Regions from separate parts of the Gossypium raimondii genome. Here all the other regions are linked to region 2. The links are chromatin contacts, called in public Hi-C maps. All regions are on one chromosome and are shown on one strand. Each heading gives the region's core, a stretch centred on a gene start, on an enhancer-like site or on the middle of the called end of the contact. The rest is flanking DNA. Distances are from core to core; before and after follow the strand shown.

Evidence for each region. A called contact is a pair of places that touch in the nucleus more often than the background predicts.
Region 1: a Hi-C map of leaf shows a contact between it and region 2, with 2.1 times the contacts expected there. The contact joins the promoter of LOC105775894 here to the promoter of LOC105777181 in region 2. A contact is called at or near these places in 2 of 2 Hi-C or Micro-C datasets (both in leaf).
Region 3: a contact with region 2 is called in a Hi-C map of leaf, with 2.6 times the contacts expected there. The contact joins the promoter of LOC105776825 here to the promoter of LOC105777181 in region 2. A contact is called at or near these places in 2 of 2 Hi-C or Micro-C datasets (both in leaf).

The regions. Positions count from the first base shown.
Region 1 is chr10:19,538,561-19,541,260 of ASM2569854v1, reverse strand. It overlaps LOC105775894 (protein LURP-one-related 10), which reads left to right and starts at 1,267. Exons shown (of 4, transcript XM_012598386.2): 1 at 1,267-1,416; 2 at 1,588-1,874; 3 at 1,954-2,199. The coding sequence starts at 1,365.
Region 2 is chr10:19,771,027-19,773,726 of ASM2569854v1, reverse strand. LOC105777181 (integrin-linked protein kinase 1) reads right to left here and starts at 1,343. Exons shown (of 12, transcript XM_012600290.2): 1 at 564-1,343. The coding sequence starts at 980.
Region 3 is chr10:19,594,776-19,597,475 of ASM2569854v1, reverse strand. It overlaps LOC105776825 (shikimate O-hydroxycinnamoyltransferase), which reads right to left and starts at 1,339. Exons shown (of 3, transcript XM_012599748.2): 1 at 1,197-1,339; 2 at 581-991; 3 at 1-491. The coding sequence starts at 991.

The DNA of each region.
Region 1 (2,700 bases), core at 18-2,517, 230 kb after region 2:
CGCTACCCCGGCATCATCGACTCCTTTTTCTCCGTTGGCATGGAGGATTTCAACTCATGAACTGCAGTTGCAAAGGATGAGTGTTCTTCAACAAGCTTGGTGGTTTTCTTGACTAATCCTCTCGTTCTTGCCATATTTTTCTTGTTTTGTGGAGTGAAGATGGTTTAAAGGTGTAAAGGTACGAACTTAAGGAAGAGAAAGTGAATAAAAATTGCTACTTGGGTGTTTCACGGTCGGCACAGTGAAGAGGGGTTGATAGTGAGTGAAAGAAGAAGATGGAAAGACGTGATTTTCTAAAGGGAAATAAAGCTGGCGGGAATAATTACATCCAATGAGAATTGCGCTCGCTCAGACAGATCAGACGACTAGGTGACTTTTGATCAAATCGTAGGATCTAAAATTTCTGATCTGCCCTCATTCTTGCTGAGTCAGAAGTGAAAGTACAATAGTATGAACTACGTTGACAATAAAGCCCAAATGCGTCGACAATGGTACCTAATTATTCTGCAAAAATAAAAATAAATAAATAAGATAAAAAAATAAAACAAACTTTAATAGAAACAAAATTGAAATAAAAATAAAATTACATAATAAATTTCATAAGAATTAAAATTTTTTGACCAATTTAATGGTCTCTGCCTGCTTGTGATCAATATTCCCAAGATAATGTTTCAATTTTTGGTCATTCACTTTGAATTGGTGTCCATCATTTAAATATCTATTGTCTTAAATGAATAAAGAGTAAAAAGGGGGACAATTATCACAAATTAACACAATCGAATTCCCGATTTGTTTTGTCATCTCTAAATGTTTGGTTAGAATTCTAAACTGATTCTAACAAAGGCACATTGTTTGACAAGGCCTTCACTGGCCGGATAGACCACATAACAGCCCACCCAAGAAGCAAACCACCATCCTTCTTAGAAAGCCCTTAAACGAGATACCCCGAAAGAAAAGAATGGATTCACCTAACCAGCCCACGTCACAGCGCCGCAAGGATCCAAAATAACCTACACTGTTTCAAGAAAGACATTTCTTCTTATAGGGCCAAGACGAAGCCCTTATATTCCAACACAATAAACGCATTCTCTCCCACCAAAGAAACAACTTCGGAGAAATACAATCAATATTAGAAAACACACAATCGGTCTATACCCACCACACACTAAAATTAGAGAGGGGAAGAGCAGCATCACCACCATTCAATCTTCATTTATTGTTAGATAATTATCTTAAGTTAGCTTATCAGTCTGTTTGGGGAAAAAAGAGAGTTAATTATTCGTCAACCTTTTTACTCTATTCATTGAAGAGAAAAATGGTTAAGCCAAATTTGTATTTTAGTAGGTGAAAGCGTTGGAAAAAACATGAAATGGCCGGCAAGCTTCTTCTCATGCGGAACAAACTGCAGTAGCTGGCGTAAGAATTTGATCCAAAACATGGAATATAGCAACAGAAATCTCATTGAATCTGCACGTACACATATTTTGCATAAATAAATGTTAATCCCGTACCAAATTTTCAATAGAATTTCCTCACTGTTTTAATTTCCTGTAAGAATAAGAGATAATATTCGATATCCAATGGCAGCTGCGATGGGAGGAAAGCTTCCAGGGCCAGCGTCAGGAACGGCACCGGCCAATGCCTATACGACGGAGAGTAACCCCATTGTGGTGATCGGTGAACAGTACATTGCCCCATACCCTGTGGATCTTAAAATACAACACACGGTATTTACGGTTGCTGAAAATAACTTCGATATCACCGACGTTAATGATAACCCTATTTTCAAGGTTAAAAACAAGTTGTTCAGCTTTCCTGATCGCCGCGTTTTGCTTGACGCTGCTGGAAATCCTCTCGTTTCCCTCAAACAGAAGGTGAAGGTTTGGTTCCCATTTTCTTGGACAATATGTGAATTCAAATTCAATGAATATAAATTTGGTGTTCTTTGGTTAGATATTGAGTGTTCATAGGAGATGGAGAGTTTTTAGAGGGGAAAGCGACAAATCAAGTGATTTTCTTTTCAGTGTGAGGAAATCGTCTTTGGTTCATCTGAAGATGAGGACGAAGACTACGACGACTACGACTTTAGATGTTTTCTTGGCATCCAATACCAGTGAATCACTGCCTGATTTCAAGATCACAGAGGGTTGGCGCGACAGCAGCTGCACTATTTTTGCAGGACACGCTATTATTGCACAGGTACTAAATTTACTATTCCAATCCTAATCATTTCTTACTAAAGCACTAATTATATCCACCTTTTAGGCCAAATATTATGCACAAATTCAATATTACTCAGAGAGCCAAAAGACTATGCACAAAATTGAATATATTAACACAAAGTTTAATACTGCAAAGGCTTACTTTGGACGGTGGTTAATTTTTTTTTTAACTCAGATGACATGGGTTTAATCTATGTCACCCTTTTATCTTCAGCGGAAGTGGATGAAAATGTTTCAACCCATGTTATTTAAGTGTCCGATGAAAATTTTAAAAACTCTTCGACAGATATTTGAATTTATTTACTTTTACTCTTGATATTATGTATTATTTAATTCATTGATGTATAAAATTAAACATAAGTAGTTTAAGTTCGAGTTCGACTCAAATTTTAGAACTTGATATTTGATTCGAGCTCGATCAAACATCTTATTTTAAGCTCAGTTAAGTTCGTTTATCAATTTTTGTACTCAAGCTTAA
Region 2 (2,700 bases), core at 94-2,593:
TGGGAGCTTTTCTTTTTATTACAATATTTTATTATGACAGTTTGATCTTATAATATTTTATCTAAGTATGGATATATTTTAGACGGCTAGTATCATTAGGATTTAAACTTTGGATTAGGGATAAAACTTTGTTTACAAGAAAGCCCAGTTGCAAGAATGAAAGTCTTTGAATTCATAGAAAATTAGAGGTTTTCTATAACCTAAGTTTTCTAGAGTTCATCTTCTTTCCTATTCATACTTCAGCCCTAATTTGTTTATTTACTGCCTGTTTTCTCCCCTAAACCACACCACACAAGATCCCAATAATCAATCAAAGCTAAATAGCTTAAGCATTGAAACAAAATCTAATCTAACATCTTTAAACTTCCATGTTCAAAACCAGTAAGTTGTATGAACAAAACCGACCAAAAAAGATGATTAATCACAATGATAACAATGAAATAGTTAAAACCTGCAAATAAATAATAACTTTCCCCGCAATTCAAACAAATAAAGGATTAAAAGAAAACGGACAAAAAATAAGAAAAAATGAATAAAAAAAGAAGGAAGAAGAAGAAACGTACCGTACTACCCCAACGGTCACGGGCATCAATATTAGCCTTCCTAACAAGAAGCAGCTTAACAACCTCAACATGACCTTCACAAGCAGCGATATGCAAAGCAGTACGGCCATCCAAATCAATACTATTCACGTCAACGCCTTCATTCAACAAATCTTCCACTCCTTTGGCATCCCCTCTACACGCCATGAAGAGCAGCTGCATGGTCGCGTCAAGGTTTTCCGGCACCGCCATATCATCGTGGAGGGGACTCCGCCTAATTGGGTCCAGCGACGACTGCCGACCAAAGCTGAATCTTTGATTGTTCTTCCGAGGGTCCAGCGATGTCTGCCGCGTGAACTGGCGGCTGAAACTCCGTTTTATTGACCCGGTAGAGAACTGGCGGGAGATTCCCCGGTTTAACTGAGCTGCTAATGCCATGGTGGTTTCTTAGGATACAATTAAAAGGGTAATCCAGAAATTTGGAACAGCAACACAATTCACATAATCATCGATAAAACAAGGGAATGTGAAGAGGAAATCTGGATTCGGACGATCGAGAGCCAAATGGGGGAGAAAACGGAGAAGCAAGTTTAAGCTCAGGGATCCCGATATCGAGCCGAAGCCTGAATGAGGAGATGAAGGATAGAAGATTTGAGATCCGAGCGAAGCGCAGGGGACCTAATAAAAAAGGAGAAAATCAAGGCAAAAAAAAAGATGGTCGAAACTTGGCTTTTGGTTTTTCTCCTTTACTCTGCTTGTTTTTTGTTTCAACCCACGAAACCACCGAAAATGGCGTTCACCTAAATATTCATTTATAGTGCTATCTATCTTATTACAACGTACAACGTTGTGTTTGTTGCGAGAGACAAATGCCGAAAAAAATCCATAATTTATTCTTTGAATTAATTTCAATAATAATTATATTTTACTTTTTAATCAGTAAAATTTTCAAAATGTTATCCAAGAGATTTTTTTTTTCTAAAAGAATATGAATAATTACAGCTAGATTCAACTATCACTATATTCGATTTGATTTTGATTGACTTTTCTCTAAAATAAAATAAATATTAAAATTACACTTAAATTTTATTTTAATATATAATATTTAAAATATAAATTTTAATTTAATATAATTATACACATAGAATTTTGATTTTATTCAATTTTAAATAAATTTATTTATTTTTGTATTTGATTAATATAATTATATGTATATATAATATATAAAAATAAATTGACGCTAAACTGATAATATTATTAAACTTAAATTAAATTTAAAATTTATATATAAAATTATACAAAATTAAAATTTATAACGTTCACATTAAACTAAATTTTTGGGTAATTTTAATTTTTTCTTTTCTAAAACTAAAATACTACATATTAACTATTTTTTCGAAAAAAAAAACCTATTTTTAGGGGTAGGAAAAACGAAATTCTTATCATAGATGAAATTTGTTATGTGAGAGATAAGACAATATCTAAATTATTATTTTTCTTTCAAAGTTATTTCTATTATTAACTTCTTTTTATTTTTATGACGTTTTATCTATAAAAAATATTATATAATATGGAGAAGGTTTAATTTAAAAGTTTTGAATAATGTATATAAAAATTACTTTTTAGGGCATGTTGCATAAAATTATTCTTTTGATTAGTAATATAAAAATTTATGATAATTAAAGGACATATTATTATTATTATTATTATTATTCAGTGTGTGGAATTTAAAATTAATAAGTAAGTGAATGGAGAGAATATAATACATTTATAGAAAAATATTACTTTTCATTTTTGTACATGCTTCAAACGTAAATATAAAATAGTGTCATAAATATAATACGATACCTAATGTATACATAATAAATGGTATGGGCAAATTAGATACACTTATTCTTACTAAATTATTTGAATTTGATGGTAATTTTATTAATTTATTTTAAGTTATTTTGTGAAAATATTATTAGAAAATTCTTTAAACATTTTAAAATTGTGAATTTAAAATAATTTTAAGGTAGGTTTAAATATTTTAGTGGTTAAATATTGATAATTAGGGTCAATAATCACAATAATTTTATAGAGTCAAGTATCCATATCTGTTCTTGAGGTATAAATAGTTAATTCAAAAGTACTAATAATCGATATATCATTGGGTAGA
Region 3 (2,700 bases), core at 90-2,589, 180 kb after region 2:
AAGTAGCCTGGTGGGAGCGGAGGATCCAATCTATATCGACCGTCAACTGGAAAATACAGCTTGGTATCTTGATCAGCTGGGAGACCCCTTGCTTTACTTACACAACGCCATATATGTGCAGCCAAGATGTTGAAGCTGCTATATTTTATACCACCGTTTGCATTTGCAACATTAGCTTTGGCTTTCAGGGTGTTCAATTGATCAGCTGTGAGCTTAAAGGTGGAGACAATGGATGGCTTATGATCATCTGATTGAGATTTTAATGCAGACTTCAATGCCGGTGAAGGGTCATATTCAACATGGTGGAGCTTAGGCGTTGGTGGGTCCCGAGCACGAAGAAGAGTTCGATCAATGAATGGTGCAATGGCAGGCGTCAAGCCCCGTGAAGTGTCAGCCCAACTATTGATGAAATGAAGAGCCGCTGCGCCGTCTCCTAAAGTATGTTGAATCCCTACTCCAAGACAAACTCCACCGCATTTGAACTTAGTTACCTGGTAAAATACACACACAATAAATAAACTATTATTATATAATCCTTTATATTTTATATCCTTTTTTCGGTGAAATGTTTGTGGATTACCTGCAATAAAATAAGTGGATAGGAAGATATTCCTTCAGAATAGTCGACTTTAGGGACTAAACGTAAAACTTGATGGTTCTCGGTAAAATCACCAATCAAATGTTCCATGACTGAAGTAGTTTCAGCTTCAACGAATAAAACTCCTTCACCGTTGCATATTATCTCAAGTCTTCCATTTTCATCATACCCCAACCTTCCAGCAACAGGGTAAAATGGGACAAGAATCTTGCTCAAAGCTTCTTTAAGCCTTCCAGTATCAAAGAAATCAGAAGAACCATTTGGCTTGTAATAGTATACAGTAGGGATGTGGTATCTTATCATCACTATATCTAAATTGGAGTTCCATAGACTTCGTTTGGGAGTGTCTTCAGCTGGACGAACAATAGCAGACTCCTTTATAGTAATCTCCATCTATAAATTAGATAACAAACTCCATTGTTAGTCGCATCTTCAAATGAATGGATGAAAAGGCAGGTTTTGATATCAATGAAAATGAGATAAGAACATGTATAAACTTCTACTTCTACTGAATGTTTGAAAGATGAAGGAGAGAAAATAGTGATTTTTCTAATTAAAAAAATGGAATGATGAAAGAGAAAGATTGGAATATTCATACCTTGAAATCGTGTTAGAAGAACAAGGGTGTAAAGGGCGCAAAGGGAGACTTGAGCAGTCCCTGGTGAAGCCTTTGCGCTTAATTTATAGATCCAAATTTTTAATGAATTAGACCAAAATCACATTGTCAAGTGCCAGCTGGTCTCCATCCCTAAATTCAATACCTTTCGTATTTATTACAATAAAAAGAACAGGTGAACTTTTAAATTTGGTACAAAATTATCAATTTTATTTTTGTAAAATTTATAAATTTGATAACACCTTTTTGAAATAATATCCAAAATTATTTATAGTCCATCTTCAAACATTAATTTGAAGGATAATGTGCTTCAACACACTTGAACTCACGTCTTCTTACACTGAAAACAGTACCAATACCAATACTAATTGAATTAAAACTCAATTGATAAATTTATAACAATTTTAACTATATATCATTTTTTAGTATAGTATAATTTTGCCAATACTTTTGCTTAATTCTCATAATGAGAAACATAAAAACTATTGCAATATTTAATACAAATCTTAAATTACTTATGTTACTTTTACTGTTATATATAATATTATGTTTCTTTTTGTAATATTAAAATATTAAATTTATAACTCAACTAAATCTTTATTTTCTAAATAATTTTATGAATAAAAATATTAAATAACCTAATGTAAATTTTAATTATTTGTAAAATACTTATTGCCCGGTCGGTGGTACAGTCTTCAGGTAAAATTAGGTTTAATTTACAAATCCATATTTATAGATGATAATTATTGGCATGATTTAGTTTATTCCGGATTGGATCTAAATTTCATTTAATTTCTTTTTTTATTAAAAAACCTTCTATATTTCATAAAAAGTTATAAGTATAAATATAATACAATTATAGTACAATTACAAAGGTATGTTTAACTAATTATAAAATAAAACTAAAATTAATATAAAGTATAAACGAATTAAGTAAAACCAATTAATTGGATTAAAATTAGATATAGTAACAACAATGATTGGACGAGAGACACATGCATGGTAATTATGCATGATGACTCTCAACTCGAGTACTCAAAGACTTGAAATTTCAACATTTGTTAATAATACCAATACCTTATTAATATATACACATAAATATTAAATAACTATTTTATATAAACATGTACTTTTTAATTAAATTTATGACCAATATTTTGAATTGTGTGAGACCAACTAGAATTATAAAATTGTTGGAATTGATTGATTAATTCATCTAATGTGAGAAATTTGGTTTTAATGTCTTAATTATATTCTTATAACAAATTATATAAAATAGAGATAAATTGAAATATGATATAGATATAGGAATAATTAATACATGATATAAATACAATATAAAGGTAAAGTCATAAAAAATTTAACAAGTAAATAAATTATACAAAATTAAAAACTCACAATATTTTCTCTAAAATTTAAACAAATTACTCAAAATATATCACAAAATGTATTAGGAATGCATATTTCAATTACAATAATAAATCTT